2 separate regions of the Capra hircus genome follow, and region 1 is linked to region 2. The links are chromatin contacts, called in public Hi-C maps. All regions are on one chromosome and are shown on one strand. Each heading gives the region's core, a stretch centred on a gene start, on an enhancer-like site or on the middle of the called end of the contact. The rest is flanking DNA. Distances are from core to core; before and after follow the strand shown.

What was found. Hi-C and Micro-C count contacts between places; a contact is called where the count stands out from the background.
Region 1: a contact with region 2 is called in a Hi-C map of blood, with 4 times the contacts expected there. The contact joins the promoter of KRR1 here to the enhancer-like site in region 2. A contact is called at or near these places in 2 of 5 Hi-C or Micro-C datasets (both in blood).

The regions. Positions count from the first base shown.
Region 1 is chr5:4,825,661-4,831,203 of ARS1.2, forward strand. KRR1 (KRR1 small subunit processome component homolog) reads right to left here and starts at 1,835. Exons shown (of 10, transcript XM_005679734.3): 1 at 1,692-1,835. The coding sequence starts at 1,776.
Region 2 is chr5:4,718,387-4,723,917 of ARS1.2, forward strand. All of the region lies in intron 4 of GLIPR1L2 (GLIPR1-like protein 2), which reads left to right. Among named protein-coding and RNA genes, the nearest start is that of GLIPR1L2, 32 kb to the left of the region's middle. Within about 2 kb of position 1,260, at least 1 of the 5 cell types and tissues checked has an H3K27ac peak or open chromatin away from gene starts, as enhancers often do.

The DNA of each region.
Region 1 (5,543 bases), core at 585-3,084, 110 kb after region 2:
TCCAGTATTCTTGCCTGGAGAATCCCACGGACAGAGGAGCCTGGCAGGCTACAGTCCGTGGGGTCGGAAGAGTTGGACAAGACTTAGTGACTAAACCACCACAAAAACCTATCTGACCAAGATCCTACCAATTTAAACAACTCGTTGGTTGTGAATTAAAAAAAAAAAAAAAGAAAAGAAAAAGAAAAACACCTGGCTAAGGAGATAAAAGTTTAGTTCCACAATACAAGAACAACAAATAAACCCCAAACATGTGTAAAGACGTATAATCTCATTAGCAATCAGGATAGTTTGAATTAAAACCACAATATGATTTCATACTTAACAAAACAACAAATTTAAAATTCAGATAACAGCCAAGTGTTAGCGCTCCTACCACTTCTGGAAGTATATATTATTATTTGCACATGCTCTACCCTACACTACAAAGATTCCAATCCCATGTAATGTACATAAACAGAGAAACTCCAGAATATGTTAACCAGGAGAAATGTATAAAGATGCTTATAATAACAATGGGAACAATCCAAATGTCCAGCAACATTAAAATGAAAATATACATTAGCGTGTATTCATACAAGGGAACATCATACAGTAGCAAAAAGAATAAATTACAGCTACAAGTATTGTCCTAACTGAATAACAACAAAGTTTAGCCTAGGAAGCAAGATACAAGAAAATACCTAAAATCCTTTTTCATTCATGTAAAATTCAAAACCCGACAAAATTAAAACATTTTGGGCATAGTAAAGATTATGAAGAAAGGAAACAGAATACTCAACATGATTCAGAATGGTTACTTTAAGTCCCTAAAGTAAAAGAAGGATCTGAGAGGTGCACGTAGGGGGTTTTGGAGGTATGGTTGGTAATGCTCTGTTCTTAACGCTCTGACAGGCTGCTTTTCACCTGTTGGTTTTATTCTTTAAGCTGTATATGCACCGGCCTCTGCCACACCCTTAATTAAAACAACAAAACACTTTAAATCTCTAACGCCTATAGAATCGAAGTTTGAGGTTTTTAATATTTCCAGCAACTCTGGCTGAGCAGGCCCCAGGCTATTTCTCTGTCTACCACACAGAAGATAATGGATAAAACAAGAGCGCGAGCGCAAAGCAAGACAGCAATTTAAAAACAACGCAGCTGAAAGAGTAGGCGCTGGGTTGGCTGATAACTTCAGCAACCGGAGAAATAGGAATAACAACAAACGTTCCGAAATTTTTTCAATGGCTGACAAATCGAGGCTAAGGGCACGCCGGTTACCTCCTTCTATCACTACTGCTGTCTTAGCCCTTCATTACCGCTACCACTCGTTCACTGATAACCACCACTTTCTCCCACCTCACCCCTCATTCTGCCAACGATTTCCAAACACCGCCGCCAGTTTAAGGCCCTGAAGCGCCCTCCTCAATTTCTTAATCCTCATATTTTTACAGAACACGCACTCAGCAACATCTCTACTTTGGAGGCTTTCAGCAGAAGCAATAAATTAGGAACACGTGGCTGGCACCGTACAGGCCGGTCAATCCTCAAGTCTGGTCAACAACCCCCCAAATCGGCAATCACAGGTACACAAACTCACAGAACAAGCCCAAGGCGGCGTTACACGTGCCTACCCAGCGAAAGCAAAAAAAAAAACAAACAAACAACTCAAAATCCACAAACTCCAGGCTTCGGTTTTTAGACAATCTCACCTCGGTTCTCCGACGTCGGCTTCGCGGAACGAAGTTCGCTTTTCCCCGACGCTACAGTCGGCCCATTCTGCTTAGAGGACGCCATCTTCAAGCTGCTTCCGGTACTACCGGAAGCGAAACCTCCGTAAATCCTCCCGGCTGTAATCCGCGTACTCAAATTGAGTTCCACCGAACTCAGAAGAGCTCTGCGCAGTCTGTGCGCGTGCGCACGCTAGAGCCCGCGTATTTGCATAAACTTCTGCTCTGGTCCCGGGTAGCCAAAGGAGAGCTGGAGACTGCTTTGACCTGGCGCGGGTAACTACGGAGTTCTATTGCGTGTTGGGAATTAATAGTTTAGCACTGGCAGCAAGTCGGAGAAGGTTTTTATCCTTCGTTTTCTCATGCACTCAGGGTCTAACGCGAAAAGCAAGACTCCAAGCTTTAGCTAGAGTGCAACTTGAATCTCAGTGCTATCACTCATTCGGTAAATATTCATATGAGACTTCCCTGGTGGCTCAGATGGTAAAGCATCTGCCTGCAATACGGGAGACCCAGGTTCGATCCCTTGGTTGGGAAGATCTCCTGGAGAAGGAAATGGCAACCCACTCCAGTATTCCTGCCTGGAGAATCCCAGGGACAGAGGAGCCTGGTAGGCTGCAGTCTATGGGGTCGCAAAGAGTCGGACACGACTGAACGACTTCACTTCACTTCGATACGTGCTAGGCGTTGGGAGGTGGTACAGATATGAGAATATATGAGCCGTGACATTTATTGTGAGACTTTTGTCGGAGGGTATTTATTTAACATTATTTCTAATCCTTGAAACAAAGACGAAGTTAAAGCAAAGCTAAGGTTGATTTTTTTTTTGGGGGGGGGACAATATTAATAAGTTTTCAAAGTCATTGTTTCTGATGGTTACTGTCTAGGGTCCTGGCATTTCTAAGCAGAGATACAGTAATTAAGCGACAATTCTAAAGTTTTTCACCTAGCCTGTTCAGTCTGCTAAGTCCAACTCTTTGTGACCCCATGGATTGTAGCCTGGCAGGCTTCTCTGTGCGTGGGATTTTCCAGGCAAGAATACTGGAATGGGTTACCCATTTCTTTCTCCAGGAGATCTGGAACCACGGATCCAATGGCAGGGGCTGGGGGGCGTGGGAGTTGACGGGGCCGCGGTGGGGGAGGACTCCTGTATTAGTAGGCGGATTCTCTACTGCTGAGAGGCTGGAAAAATGAGGAACGCCTATCTACCCCAACACGGTATACGTGGCTGATGTCACGATGTCCTTTCTATGACTCTATACTGCTAGGAACCTAAAAGTTCTTACACACGACAACGATGATACTTCTTTGGTTAAATTGTCTTATTGCTATCCATTTTTAAATTTATCTGCAGCACAAATAGAGAAAGCATTTGACAAGTTGGATTTCTCACATTAATGGAAGGGGGAACATTTATCGGACTTCCGGCCTCCTGTATCTTCTATAAAAGATACTCGTTTATAAGGTATAGGTATAAATCAATTACTTGGGAACAGAAGATCAAAAGACAATTGATTATGTAAAGATTTCTGCTTTAATCTTGTGTGTCTTCTAAATGACAGGCACTGATCTTTAAACAAGCCCCTGTGTCCTGTCTTCCAAAGTAAATCGGCTCACAAGTTAATGATTGGGAAATGTGAAGATGTCAAAACAAAGAAAAGCTGTTGGGCTAGAAAACTGGCTACAGCTTAGGCTATAATCCTGCCACGTAAGGATTCACCATGGCTCACAGGTCCCTGAAAGATATAAAGGCCTGATCCACATTCCTAAGTTGTTTTTACAGGAAGCAGACCCCCTCTAAATGAAAACTGCTGACCATAGGAACGTAGACCCTACACTGGTTGAAACAAGGAGGTTGATGATGCTTGAAATGTTACCTTGATGCCAGCCAGTCCCAGAATTGTCCAGGAGCTGGTCACACCCTGCTTGGTAAACACTGAGAAAGTGCTCCCTACCCCCTCCAGGGTGGCTCACACAGTATTGAGGGCATCAGCCCGCTGTGGCCCCCTTCGCCTGGCAAAGCAATAAAAGCTACTCTTCTACTTCACCCAAACTCTCTCTGCTTTTCTGTTTGGAACCAATGAACAGAGGCCAAATTTCAGCAACAATTTCATATATCCCTAACAATTTATTGAAAAAAAAAAAGACAGTCCCTAAAATAGAATAAATAACAAGTGAAAGTTACAAAGTGAGAAGGTTTCCTAGAAGCTCTATGAAGCAAGGTTTTGAGAGCCTTAGTTTACGGAACTCAAATCACTAATAAGTGAAGAGCTAGACTTCATGTCCAGGCAGTCTGAATTTTAATAGCTCCAGAAAGGAGATATTTACAAAAAAAGTGGGCAAATAAGTGTTATTTTTCATTTAACATTCTACACTCATTTATCAGAGATAAAAAACAGTTTTTTCCCACAGTAATCTTCTGTGGCTTTTTTCACTAATTTTTTAAAAAATAAGCAATCGAGGAGGGTTTCCCACATACAAAGGGTTGGCACATTTTTATTTTCTAACACAGATAAACTGCTTTCTATTTCTGTCAACCTCAGACAGGTTTAAAATCTGAAATCAACATTTATCTATCAACATGAATGACAGTAATAATAACCGTGACTATACCCAAAGGGTTAGTTGTTGCAAATGTGTTGGAAGGAGGGCTGGGTCTTCAGCCTCAGAGTCTTTGGACTTGGACTGCGGCATCAACTGTTCCTGCCTGCTGGCCCACCCTGCCCCAAAGCCCACATTTTGGACCTTCCAGGCCTCCATAATCACCTAAGTAATTATATATTCTGTGTCTCTGGAGAACCCTCATACAACAGTTTACAGTAGAGCAAATCCGAACGGCTGATAAACATATCACACTCAACCTTACTGCTGTTTGAAAAGCACAGAGACATAACAATGAAATCACACGTTTCACCCTTCACATTGGTTAAAAATACATGTGTAATATTTTTAAATGATAATCTCTTGAAGAAAAGAGCACTCTCATATATTGTTTTGATGGAAATGAAAACTGTTACACTCTTTTTGCGAAGCAATCTATCAATATGAAATAGACACATTCTTCCACTCCTAGGAAACTGTCAATTAGAAACAAGGCACCGTTCCATCAGGAGGCAAGTACAATTTTGCTGACAGCTGCTCTGTATAGAACCAGTTCCGTGAAAGGCTCCTTGGAGCCACACTGACTAGTTTGCCATCTACTGGCTATACATCCTTAGAAAAGTTTCTTAATCTACTTCTGTTCAGTTTCCTGTAATGGAGAGAATAATCTTAATTTAATGACTTTATACATATAAAGTGCTTGCAAAGAAATGCTTTGTCTGTGGAACACAGCAGGTGTTAGCTGTTATTTTTTATAGTAACAAAAAAGTAAATTCATCTTGACTATCAATTAGGGATATAGTTAAATATATTGTTATATGAAGTGTTGTCTTCATAACTGTGAGCTATTATGCAACCATTCATAAGAATTAATTAAATCTATACGGAGAGATTACCTAGAGGCTTTGAAGGATAAATGCCAGATACAGAAAGATGGGATAATTATATATATGGAATAATTATTATAATAATTATATATACATGCATGTAATTATCCCACTTTTAGGAAGCAAACCATTCATTTAATAAATATTGAGTATAATGCTGCAGACATTGTTTTAAATACTTGGTTCTGTTCTATATTCTGCACATAATAATAATTATGTGTGTGTGTATGTGATTATACAATGAGAAAAGATTTGGAAGGATATACATTAAACTTTCAAGGCTGGCTACTTTAGGGATGAAGGTGATTAGAAAAGAAAAACGAAGTAGGCAAAAAGACTTTAAAAA
Region 2 (5,531 bases), core at 10-2,509:
GGCTGACCTGAAGAGAGGTGTTAAAAAGGAAGCAGCTAAGGGGGCCTCCGCATTTGAGGGCAATCTCCTCACACTAGGTATCAGGGTCCAAACTAGGTGAGGAAGCTTTTAATGTTGGGGGAGGTGGGGTAAGAAAGGAATCCATATGTTGGAGAAGCCCAAAGCTAACTTTCAGAGTCTGAGCAGGGTGGGAGAGGGATCCAAGTAGAGGATCAGCCTGTCAGTTGCCAGATTAAGAGCTGGGCATCCAGAGGAGGAGGGAGAGAGATGGACTGGGTGTTTGAGGTTGGTAGATGGAAGCTATACATTTAAAATAGATAAACAATAAGGTCCCAATGTATAGCACAGGAAACTATATTGAGTATCCTGTGATAAACCATAATGGAAAAGAATATAAAACATAATGTATATATGTGTTTAACTGAGACACTTTGCTGTACCACAGAAATTGGCACATTTAAAATCAACTGAACTTCAATTTAAAAATTTTGAAATGCTAGGCATCCAGTTAAATTTGAATTTCAGAAAAACAAAATATTTTTAGCATAAATATATCCCACATATTACATAGGCTATACTTATACTAAAATGTGTCTGTTGTTTTCTGAAATTTGAATATAACTAGGCATCCTAAATTTTTATTTGCTGAATCTGGCAGCTCTACCAGCCCGATGTGGAGTATCAGAGTCCAAGCAAGAAGAGGGAGTAGGAGCAGTGATGGGAGATTAGAAGCATTTTGGAAAGTGAAAGTGAAAGTCTCTCAGTCGTGTCTAACTCTTTGCGACCCCATATGGACTGTAGCCTGCCAGACTCTGTCCATGCAGTCCTCCAGGCCCGAATACTGGAGTGGCTAGCCGTTGCTTTCTCCAGGGCATCTTCCTGACCCTGGAATCAAACCCAGGTCTCCCGCATTGCAGTCAGATTCTTGACCATCTGAGCTACCAGGGAAGCCCAGAAGCATATTAGAGGATAGATCAAATAAGCAAATAGATTAAGGATAATGGAGCTGGTTTTCTCCCTGTCAGAGGATGGCATATGAATACGTAAAGGAAGAAAACAAGCTCAGATCTTTTGGTGATGATTTGGATGATTTAGAGTTACTGGAACTTAAGAGTTTCAATAAATATAAAGAAACATAGATGTAAATATTTATATATGTTTGTATCAACATACATTTATTCCCTAGCTCTGAGACGGCCTTGGAACAGCGTGCTCTCAGTGCTAAAGCAGCGGGGGCGTCCCAGGTGGCGCTAGTGGCGAGGAGCTTGCCTGCAGGTGCAGGAGATGTGAGAGATGCAGGTCTGACCCCTGGGTGGGGAAGATGCCCTGGAGGAGGGCGTGGCAACCCACTCCAGGACTCTTGCCTGGCGAATTCCATGGACAGAGAGCCTGGTGGGCTGCAATCTGTGGGGCTGCAAAGAGTCGGACATGACAGTGATGCAGTGAGCACAATAGCACTCAGACCTTGGTTCCTAAATTCCAGTCCGCACTAAAGGGAGCCAGGGCTCTCTGGAGAAAGGTCACATTCCAGGGCTGGGCAGGAGAAACATCAAATAAACCCAAAACATCTTTTTCTACCTGAAAGCAAGGAAGTGCTCAAAGAATGGTGGAGGCATGTAACATAAAGGACACAGAAGCCATCTTAAAGGGCTTTTACTGGTCAAACCTGGGACAATTTGACCACCAAAATAATGATAAGAGTAGTCAATTATAACTCACTGGATAAAACAGGATACTATAATTCATACTGATATACATTAATAAGTGAATAAATTAAAAGTTATATGAGAAACAGTTTATTTGCATAGTTCAGAAGTAACTCCTCATAGAAGTACTTCATTAGGGGTAAAGACTAACTTCACAATGGAGGAGCCTGGCAGACACAACCTAACAAAATGATCAAAGTGAATATCCCCAGCAACAGGAAGTATCAAAAGCGAAACCCTTCACCACCTAAGAGAATTCAATGAGGAGAGCATGTCATCACCTGTGTGGTATTCCTACCAAAGATGCATAACCTAAACCAGCCACAAGGAGGCACCAAATAAATCAAAATCCAGATTTGTTTAAAAACTAGGGATAGATAGATACATAGATATTTAAATAAATCAAAGTCCAGATTTATTTAAAAACTGAGAATAGATAGATATATAGATATTTAAAGAAATAACTAAAAACTTCAGAAATAGAAATTCTTGAATGTGCATACTATAGAATGTAAATTGGGGTAGCCACTATGGAAAACAATATGGAAGTCCCTCCAAAGTTAAAAATACAACTAGTGTGTGTGTGTGTGTGTGTGTGTGTACACATGCACATTCAGTCATGTCTGATTCTTGTGGCCCCATGGACTATAGCCTGCCAGTCTCCTCTGTCTGTGGAATTTTCTAGGCAAGAATAGTAGAGTGGGTTACCATTTCCTACTTCAGAGGCTTTTCCCATCCCAGGGATTGAACCCGCATCTCATGCATGTCCTGTATTGGCAAGCAGATTCTTTATCACTGCACCACCCGGGAAGGCCTACAACTACCATCAGTTCAGTTTGGTTCAGTCACTCAGTCGTGTCCGACTCTGCGACCCCATGAATTGCAGCACGCCAGGCCTCCCTGTCCATCACCAACTCCCTCCATTGAGTCGGTGATGCCATCCAGCCATCTCATCCTCTGTCGTCCCCTTCCCCTCCTGCCCCCAATCCCTCCCAGCATCAGAGTCTTTTCCAATGAGTCAACTTTTCTCATGAGGTGGCCAAAGTACTGGAGTTTCAGCTTTAGCATCATTCCCTCCAAAGAAATCCCAGGGTTCATCTCCTTTAAAATGGACTGGTTGGATCTCCTTGCAGTCCAAGGGACTCTCATATGATCCAGCAATTCCACTTGTAGGTACTTGTCCAAAGAAAATGAAAACACTAATTTGAAAAGATATATACACTGCTATGTTTATTGCAGCATTATTTATACTAGTCAAGATATGGAAACAACCTTAGTGTCCATTAGTGGATAAATGGATAAAGAAAATGTGATATATATGTACAATGCAGTATTATTTATCCATGAAAAAGAAGGAAATCTTGCCACTTGTGACAATATGAATGGACTCTGAGGGCATTACACTAAGTGATATAAGTCAGAGAAAGACAAATACCACATGAACTCACTTGTATGTGGAATTAAAAGCAAACAAACAAACCAAAAAAAAAACAAGCTTGCAGATATGAATAGATTAGTGGTTGCCAGAGGCAAGTGAATGAAATGGATGAAGAGGGTCAAAAGTACAAAATTCTACCTCCACTTATAAATAAGTCATAAGGATGTAATAATGAATATCATGGTGACTATAGTTTATAATACTGTATTACATATTTGAAAGTTGTTAAGAGAGTATATATTAAAATTTCTTTAAGAAAAAAATTTGTAACTGTATACTAATGAATGTAAACTGGACTTATTGTAGTGATCATGTCACAAAATATACAAATGTCAAATCATTATGTTGTGTGTTGTAACAAATGATTTATGTCACTTATACTTCAATTTTAAATAAAATAAAAACCTTGTAAAGAAAAAAGGTATATACTACATGCCAGAAAAAGTGACAGAAAGTAGTCACCATCTGGACATTGCCTAGTAAGTAAGAAGAAAAAAAAGGATCCTTTAAGCATCTAAGCAAAAATGTAAAATCATTTATTAGAGAGTTTAACAGTCAAACTCTTTTTTGAAGAAAAGAGAAAAAAATGGCCACTCTAAGTATTCTGACAATACAGTGTTCAGAGTGAGAAACATGCCGTAAACTCTCAGGTCATGAAGATCAGAGAAGGTGCCGTGAAAAAGCAGAGGAAAATAGCTAAAATGTCAGGGAAGCAGACTCTGAAGACCTCTTAGCCTGGGACACCAAAATAGATGATTCTCAAAAGCTCACCAGAAAATTGCTGCAATTCTCAAGAATCTTTGAGAAAGCTCCCACAAACTGTCTCGGTGTTCAGCAGCAAAGCAAAAATCCCCCATTCTACCCAAGAGGTAACTGTGAACCTCAAATCCATTTAGCCAGCAGCCACGTCTGAAGAATAATTGTCTCTACTTCTTTCAAATAGTCCAAATTTCACTAGCAGTCTTGTCTTTGGCAAACTCAAACCTAAAGCTTTGGGGCTTTCCCAGTGGCTTAGCAGCAAAGAATCTGCCAGCAGTGCAGGAGATGCGGTCGGGAAGATCCCCTAGAGAAGGAAATGGCAACCCACACCAGTATTCCTGCTGGGAAAATCCCCTGGACAGAGAAGCCTGGTGGGCTGCAGTCCATGGGTTGCAAAGGGTCAGACACAACTGATATACTTATGTGAAGTAATGCCATACTAGCAACTGAAAATCCTGCAGAGAGGAGAAAAATCCAGACCAGCCTCAAACTTCTCTACAATAACAGTAAAACCTAAGGGTCAGTGGAGTGATGCCTACATTGTCCTTAATACAAGTGTCAACCAGGAATTTGTATAGAGCCCAAACTTTCATATATAAACAAATAGACATATACTGTGGGAACATGCAGTAACTTGTGGAATATAGTTCTCATAAGCACTTCGATAAACTACTAGAGAATGACTTTCACCAAAAAAGATAAATGGTAAAACAAAACACTGCACTGAAAGAACTCTCCTCAAGCACTAAATCTTAATTGATAGACAAAGATTAAAACAAACCTGAAGGTTATAATGATAAAACACACTGTATGGGTAATAAAATCTGGTGATATACAAATAATATAATTCATAAAACTTGGCAAGAGAAAAGAGAGGTAGGAAAAAAATGTGTTTAATTTCATCATCTTTTATAGCCAGGGGTCAAAACATATTATTCATAGGTGATAAGTCAAACAATAGTGATGTTAGTAAATTTAAATGTATTTAAATCAAGTGCAAAAGTAAAAGAAGAATGTAACCAATGAAAATTTGTGATGAGAACTAAAGATACAAAGAAATGTACTGATTGCATCATTGCTCAAAATAAGCTAAAAATAAATACACATACACCAAAGGGCTTCCCTCATAGCTCGGTTAGTAAAGAATCCGCTTGCAATGCAGGAAACCCCGGTTTGATTCCTGGGTCAGGAATATCCCGTGGAGAAGGGATAGGCTACCCACTCCAGTATTCTTGTGGCTCAGTTGGTAAAGAATCTGTCTGCAATGCGGAAGACCTGGATTCGATCCTTGGGTTGGAAAGATCCCCTGGGAAAGGGAAAGGCTACCCACTCCAGTATTCCGGCCTGGAGAAGTCCATGGGGTCACAAAGAGTTGAACACGGCTGAGCGGCTTTGACTTTCACTTTCATTTTCACACAGAAGGAAGTAGAGAAAATACATACAGACTGTACTGTAAAAGGTTTTTTTGTATTTTGGCCACACTATGTAGCATGTGAGATCTTACATGCTACCCTACCAGGGATTGAACCTTCAGACCCTGCAATGTAAAGCGTGGAGTCTTAACCACTGGACTGTGAGGGAAGTCCCAGTAAAAGATTTTCTAAAATAGAAATTATTTCATAAAATAT